Regions from separate parts of the Gossypium hirsutum genome. Here region 2 is linked to region 1. The links are chromatin contacts, called in public Hi-C maps. All regions are on one chromosome and are shown on one strand. Each heading gives the region's core, a stretch centred on a gene start, on an enhancer-like site or on the middle of the called end of the contact. The rest is flanking DNA. Distances are from core to core; before and after follow the strand shown.

What was found. Hi-C and Micro-C count contacts between places; a contact is called where the count stands out from the background.
Region 2: a Hi-C map of hypocotyl shows a contact between it and region 1, with 4 times the contacts expected there. The contact joins the promoter of LOC107953056 here to the promoter of LOC107953094 in region 1. A contact is called at or near these places in 2 of 34 Hi-C or Micro-C datasets (hypocotyl and leaf).

Annotation. Positions count from the first base shown.
Region 1 is chrA07:26,438,826-26,442,630 of Gossypium_hirsutum_v2.1, reverse strand. It overlaps LOC107953094, which reads right to left and starts at 2,253. Exons shown (of 12, transcript XM_016888316.2): 1 at 1,053-2,253. The coding sequence starts at 1,566.
Region 2 is chrA07:26,622,610-26,626,076 of Gossypium_hirsutum_v2.1, reverse strand. LOC107953056 (fumarate hydratase 1, mitochondrial) reads left to right here and starts at 2,061. Exons shown (of 18, transcript XM_016888281.2): 1 at 2,061-2,402; 2 at 2,541-2,697; 3 at 2,820-2,937; 4 at 3,020-3,169; 5 at 3,277-3,387. The coding sequence starts at 2,543. LOC107953055 (kinesin-4-like) reads left to right here. Exons shown (of 19, transcript NM_001398630.1): 18 at 318-808; 19 at 891-1,212. The coding sequence ends at 1,023.

The sequences.
Region 1 (3,805 bases), core at 1,004-3,503:
AAGGTAATTTTAGATTATAAATTTACAATCAATGATCAAAAAGCAAAAATAAAAGTTGAGAGGTGTAACTTGCTTCAAGCACATTAAAGTTTCATCGACACCCATGTATAAAACAAAAGCAAGGTAGCAGGAGAATCTAAACATTTTTGCAACTAACATGGCAGGGAACTTGAATAGAATCTATCCACAATAGTTACAAAATGGAAGAAATCTAACTTCAGACAGAACTGAGAATTAAAATATTACAAAGTCCTCTCAAAATGCCATAGCAGATATATTAAAAAGAAAAGAAATCTTTACTTGACCAACAAAGCAACGCTTCATAGATCATGTCAATTAATGTTTGATCTTGAACGGCTTATAAATGGTTATATAACCTGAATTAACTTTTAAGGTCCCAACAAAGTTTCTACTTGCGATTTAGCAGGGGTGGTAGACTAGTGAACCATATAAATAAATGGATCAATGGAGAGATTATCAGACTGTCAAGTGAAATTTGGAACTAACATATCGGATTGTAGTATCATGAATTTCTTTGGCTGCAATGGATACCTAAAGGTATGAATAGAGTAGAATTAATGCTTTTACTAAGTATGCTCAAAGGCTAGAAAAGGAGCAAGTGATGTATATGGATTAGATGCTATGTTGCTCCGACTTCATTTTTGTTTAAGTACTCGTGTCCAACACATGGGAATGGTATGTGATCTCCGAGAATTCATACATGAAGAAACTTAAAAATGTCTGACCATACCCGTGTTGGACTTATAGCCGTATCAAACACTCGCATTCGACTATGAGAAACATAGATCAGGCCAGAATTCTTTCCAGTCAAGATTAAGGGGCTCCTTTAGACAAGAGAGAAGAGTAATAAAACAGAAGTTGAATGAGCAAAGGTTATAGAGAATCCCCTTCTAAATGAGCAAAAAGTAGTTGAATTAAATGTTTCCGCATCAGAATAACATAATTTAATAATAAATTACAATGGCATGCAAAAAGACAGTAAATTAATAGCTTTTTTGACAGCATGGAAATGGAAGCAAAGCAATGATTACCGACAAAATGACCACGGAGCTCAATATCTGGGGCTTCCCACCCTCCATATGGCTTCCCAGGCGTTGGCAAATTTGCAGTTTTCCTAAAACTCCAAACCAAATTATCCACATCCAGCATCAATAAATACTTCAAGTTGGTCTCTTGTGCTCTTCCTTGAATCGAATCTGAATCCAATCTAACGTCATGCAGAGATATCTCCTTCAAGAAATCTCCACCCACCTTGAAACTACCAGGATTCTTCATTTTCTTATACATCATTGACCAACTCAGTTCATCAGCTTCTTGTCTTAAGATTTTCCTTGGTAATAAATCAGACCAAGCGGAGTCATCAGTTGGGATCAAGTGGTAATGAGCAAACATCTCTTGTTTCCATGTCTCGTTATGTGATTTCAACAGTTGGTAACGAAAAGTATGCGATGAAAGTTGAGTTGGAGTGTTGGTACACTCCTTGCTCAAAACACTCCCAATTACGGATAAAATAGCTAATACTTGAAACAGAGTAGAACCCTTCATTTTTCTTTCAACGAAAACTTCAAAGAAAAAAAAAACCAAATATTTCTATAGAATTAAATTAAAGATGGTAGCGAAACTGAGACAAGGATCAAAGAAGTTCTCCAAGAACACCAATGAACATTATCCAAAACCCAGAAAGGACAACCAAAAAAATGTATTGAATTGAATATTCCCAACACAGTAAAAATCATTAAGACCCCATTAGAATAATAATAATTTTATATAGGTTGCAACTTTATTAACAAATTACCCAGAAACCTAAAAAGAAGCAGCTAAGACCCCAACTTCAAGCTAAGAAGGATAGAAGAAAAGAATTATAGTAGGAATAGTTTAAAGCATAGCGCAACATGTGACTCCCGATTCTCTTCATTTATACAAAAAAAAAGAAAAGAAACAGAGCAGAGAACCCCAAGCATTCAAACAAAGTTAGAAAGACATCTCGTGAAAGGTAAGAAATGTTTTTATCTTTTTTTATGCTTTAAAATTGGATAAAAAATAATTGAAATACAAAGATTTTTTATAGGGGGAAGAGTCAGAGAATTATCACGGGTAATAAGTCATTTTCCAAGGGGGTTTGGTTTGTCGACTGAGTCAGACACAGAGACAGAATCGGCATTTCTAGTTTTACAGTGAAAGAGAATCACGAAGCAAAGTAAAGGAGAATCTCCGTGATCTTAAGTGAAACCCATCCATTTATTTCAACTGCCTTCGCTTAAAAGTCAGGATTTTTTAGGTCTAATTATGGTTTTAGTCCTTTACTATGTTGAATTTCAAATTTAATCTTATTCTATACTGGTAGATCCAACTTGATGACGTTATTAATTGTTCTTTTATGGTTATTGGTGCACTTAAGGCAGCTAGAAAATTTAGTTAGAATTTAAACATATTCATTTAATAATTAACAACTGTTTAAGATTATTTTTCCTACCAACAATCTCTTAATCCAATAGTAAGAGTATAATGTTGTAGAAATAATTTCATTAAAGTATACAAATTAAATCTAAAACATTTGAAGGAGGATTACAATAAGAATTATGCCTTTTTGTTTTTTCGCTTTCTCTAGTTTTTGTTACCATAATTCTGTGCCATCCATGCGTTTTTTAAGGCTTAATTGCCACGTTGAGTCTGGGTTAAACTTGTTATTCAACATTTAAATTAATTTAACAACAACAATCATTTTAAATGTATTATTTAAAAATAAATAAATTTTATTGTCTACGTGTAAATACTTAAATACTGTTTTTAATGCAATAGAATGTAAGTTTGTATGTTGAAGTGAATTATCTTTTTATTTATGAATGGATTAAGAGATTATACTTAATTTTAGGTGTTGTATAAAAAATTTAATCTATTTTAATCATTTAAACTTGCTTGTAAACTTTTTTTTCTTTTTACCGATATTATACCAATAATATCCCTTAATTGGAGATGGAATCCATTCCAAGGCTGACATATTATTGTTGTAATTGGTTTTTTAACTTTTTAACAACTTTTTAATGTTTGACTGGGATTAAATTTTTGAATCAAGATGTTTTCAAAATTTGAAAAATCTGTAAAATTTGTAGAACGTAATTTTTTATAAATTAAAAATTAAATTATATCCGATTACCAGAACAAACCAATCATTGAAATATTGAAGAGAAAAAGAACATCTATTTTGAAATAAATAAATAAATAATAAATCAAGTTAGTGATTTATAGATATCGAAGAAAGAGAAAATATATCGTATAAGTTAATAAAGTCGTGATTTTTTTTTTAAATCATGGAGTTAAACACAATTTGGCACTATTCTTTTTTAGATCCCTTCAAGCTTGGGATTCTATTTGTTTTCTCATCCTCTACTTGTTTTATTTTTTATTTTTTGGTAAAACAATTTTCAAGTTATTTAATTTGAGGTTCCTTCTATTATTTGAAATTAAAAATTCTAATAAAAAATTGACATCTGACATCCTACAAAGTAATATTTAAAGTACCCAAATAGACATTTTCAAAGTGGATATACCATATCAAATGATATAACAAAATACAGGGACCAAATATGGTATTATTCATTTTTCTTTTTGGGCTTTCTTTTCTTCACTCCAAATCACACGTGCCAAATCATTAGAGAGAGAGAGAGAGAGAGAGAGAGAGAGAGAGAGAGAGAGAGAGAGAGAGAGAGAGCTAGCTGTAAACAGAAAGGGGCAGCCAAATATTAAACGGTGCCGTAAATGTGTGTTGGTTTGTTATAGAATCTTT
Region 2 (3,467 bases), core at 812-3,311, 180 kb before region 1:
ATCAGTCACAAATCCTTGATTCTTTCTCTTCAATTTAAAGATGATATGAATACTAATGTGTGAATGTCTTCATTGAATTCAGAATTTCATGGTAATAATATGCATTCCAGTGACTGAAAGTGGCTATAGTGGCATAATACTAATTCAATTGTGCAAAATTATCTTTTCTCTCCTTAAAGCTAATTGATGGGAAGAAAATCTACAGTGCTTATATATTTTCTGGAATTGCTTCCCAAATTTCATGAATAATTTTAGCAATTCAATGAGTTGGGTTTGTTTGAGATGCCCTAGAAAGCTTGACTTGTCTGCTTTTGCAGGTGTGCACTAACTCTGCATTGAGGCAAAAGAGGCAAAGCGTTGATCTTGATGAGCTATTAGCAAATTCACCTCCCTGGCCTCCCGTTGTCAGTCCTGCCCAAAACTTCAGGGATGATGAGAAAGAATTAGGCTCGGGTGAGTGGGTGGATAAGGTTATGGTGAACAAGCAAGATACCATTAACAGAGTGGGAAGCCCTCTAGGATGTTGGGAAGCAGAAAATGGGAACTTGTCTGATGTCTTTTACCAGAAATATCTCCACGATTCTTCAAAGATTTATCCAGAAAAATCATATAATATGTTCTTGGGGGCTAATGGATTCAATATGGCCAGTGCTGATGACATAGATGATATTGATGTTGCAACCAGTGACTCGTCCGAGCCTGATTTGCTCTGGCAATTCAATTCGACCAAACTTAGCAGCATAACCAATGGGATTGAGTCCAAGACCAAGAGACCCACTCCAAAATCAGCAAGAAACCCAGATATGAGGTAAGCTAATACATACATTCTCATGTTGCCATCATTGTAAGTTTGTCGACATGTTACTAAAAAGCTGGTTAATTATCTGCAGCAAAAATCTACATCCTATGTCAGGGCCATCACCGTCTAGGAAACTAGCAAATGGAGCTGGCCAACCTTTGCATCGAAATATGAGGCAGCCACCAGCTGCTGACGGGAAACGCAGAACTGGGAGTAGAAAATAACAACTTTATACACCATTATAACCACGTTGGAGTGATTTCTGATTCTTTTCTTCTTCTTTTTTTAATTTCTTTTTGCCTCTTATATTTTTTAGAGAGTGAGAGAGAGAAATGTGTTGAATATACAGATAACCTTTTTCTTTCATTGTAATTTTTTTTATGGTATAGTTAAAACTCAGCAATAATTCCAGTTGCATATTTGTTTATTAAGGACAAGTTGTGCAGATGATGCGTCCTGCCTTGGGTTTTTGTGTAAAGACTGCTTTTCTTCAGTGTTTGAGAGAATTAAAAGTCTTATTGCAATGGCTCTGCAATTACCATACAATTAGTTTGGGTTGAAGATGTCCTTTTTGAGTTGTTTTCAAGTTATGTCTGAGCTTATGCTACTTTCTGCAAACCGAGACAAAAGGATCAGTCTCTGTATTCATGTAATTATGTTACAAATTCCAAAAGCTGACATGAAAATAATATGTAATTGTCACAGGCTGTAATAGGAGTCAGATTGGTAAATGAACAAATTAATCTTTATTTATGTATTGCGTCAAAATGCAAAATGATCCTAAATGAGTCACTCTACTAATTTATTTATTTTTTAAGCAGAGCAAAATGCAATATTATTATATTACAGGGCCTTTATATTACTTTTATTTCAAATACTCTTCCCCGTGTAATCCTTTTTACATGAATCAAGAAGAGCAAGCAGGTATTGTAGCGAATGAGTCCTTTAAACAAAAAACCAAGTTTGGCATTCTTAGCCATTTAATTGTAACTTCATTACTGAACAAAAGAGAGAAGCAATGACGAAAGGAGCAAATATCCTGATATTCAATACGATTAGACACGAGGAGCAATCATGTTATACCAATCAAACTCAAAAAGTAACATGGAAGCCATCTGGTTCGATTGCTAGGCAGCAGGCAACATGGACGGCAGAAGGTGTTGCAGCAGAGGGGACTAATCAAATCCTTTTTTATAAGAGGTAGAAGTTAGAATAATAGAACCCATGATAAAGTCATAGGAACAAAGCCCATTCATGACTCTTATTCTAGAATTTGGGAGAGGTTAGGTCCATTCTCCTTTGGCGTGAGGGATTAGTAATAGCTATCGGCAAACCGAATGAAAATGACAGATCTCCGTTGAATAAAGTCGTGACAGCCCACCTTTGACCCATACCGCAGCCCAAGACCAAGCTACCCATCAAACCATTCTCACTTTTATTAGGCTTGCTTTGGCAGCTCCTCATTGGCTGCTTTGCTTACCCTCCGAAACTCCAGAAAAGCCAGAGATTCCCCGACAACTCCGGCGCCAACTGTACTCCATACCCTATCTCCGCCCTTCTCGACTACCGCACCCTCGTTACTAAGCCCTTTCTTTGATCTGAGGTTTATTCCTTCTCTTTTTCGACAATTATTTTATTTTATTTTTTACAGTTCACTTTGTTTGAAAAACTTGATCTTGAATGTTTTGTTGGTTTATTGTTATTACGTTGGATTAAAGTTCTTTTTTTTTTTTGAAGTAAGAAATGGCGATGTATATCGTATCTCGGCGACTCTCCGCTGGATCCACCACCTCCCAGCTGGTCACCTCTCTCCGTTATGCCACCTGCTGGAGATCCTTCTTCACGTCTTTTAGGGAGGAACGAGACACGTTTGGCCCCATTAACGTCCCCTCCGATAAGTTCGTCTTTCCCTCTCATCACATTGTGTGTGTGTGTTTTAATTCGCACCATTAAAAAAGAAGTTTTGAATAGAAGAGGGAAGTAGTTATACTTGTTGCTTGTGCTGTCACTGCGTTTTTAGATTGTGGGGAGCGCAGACTCAGAGATCGTTACAGAATTTTGAAATTGGGGGAGAGCGTGAACGGATGCCTGAACCTATTATTCGGGCCTTTGGTGTTCTCAAGAAATGTGCTGCCAAGGTTCATCTCTGATCTGATCACTGAACCCAAATAGTTCTCAATTTTTAAGTGTTTGCATATGTTAATTGTTTTCTTCATTTAGGTTAACATGGAATATGGTCTTGATCCAACCATTGGGAAAGCCATAATGCAAGCAGCTGAAGAAGTAGCCGAAGGAAAACTCAACGATCACTTTCCGCTTGTCGTTTGGCAAACTGGTAGTGGCACCCAGAGTAACATGAATGCCAATGAGGTCTTTGCAACTTTTTTGTATTCATTAGTTGAATAGATATTTTTGTCATGTGAGAATCATTTTTACAGTAAATTTATAGCTTAATTTGCGATTCTGGAAATTTCCAGGTAATTGCTAATAGAGCAGCTGAGATCCTTGGACATCAGCGTGGTGAAAAGTTTGTGCACCCAAATGATCATGTGAACAGATCTCAATCTTCTAACGACACATTCCCCACTGTAAGCTGAAATTACCGTCTAACTTGTTGGTTTCTTCCTTCTTTAGATTAATCTTTCAAAAATCCAAGAATTCAACTAGG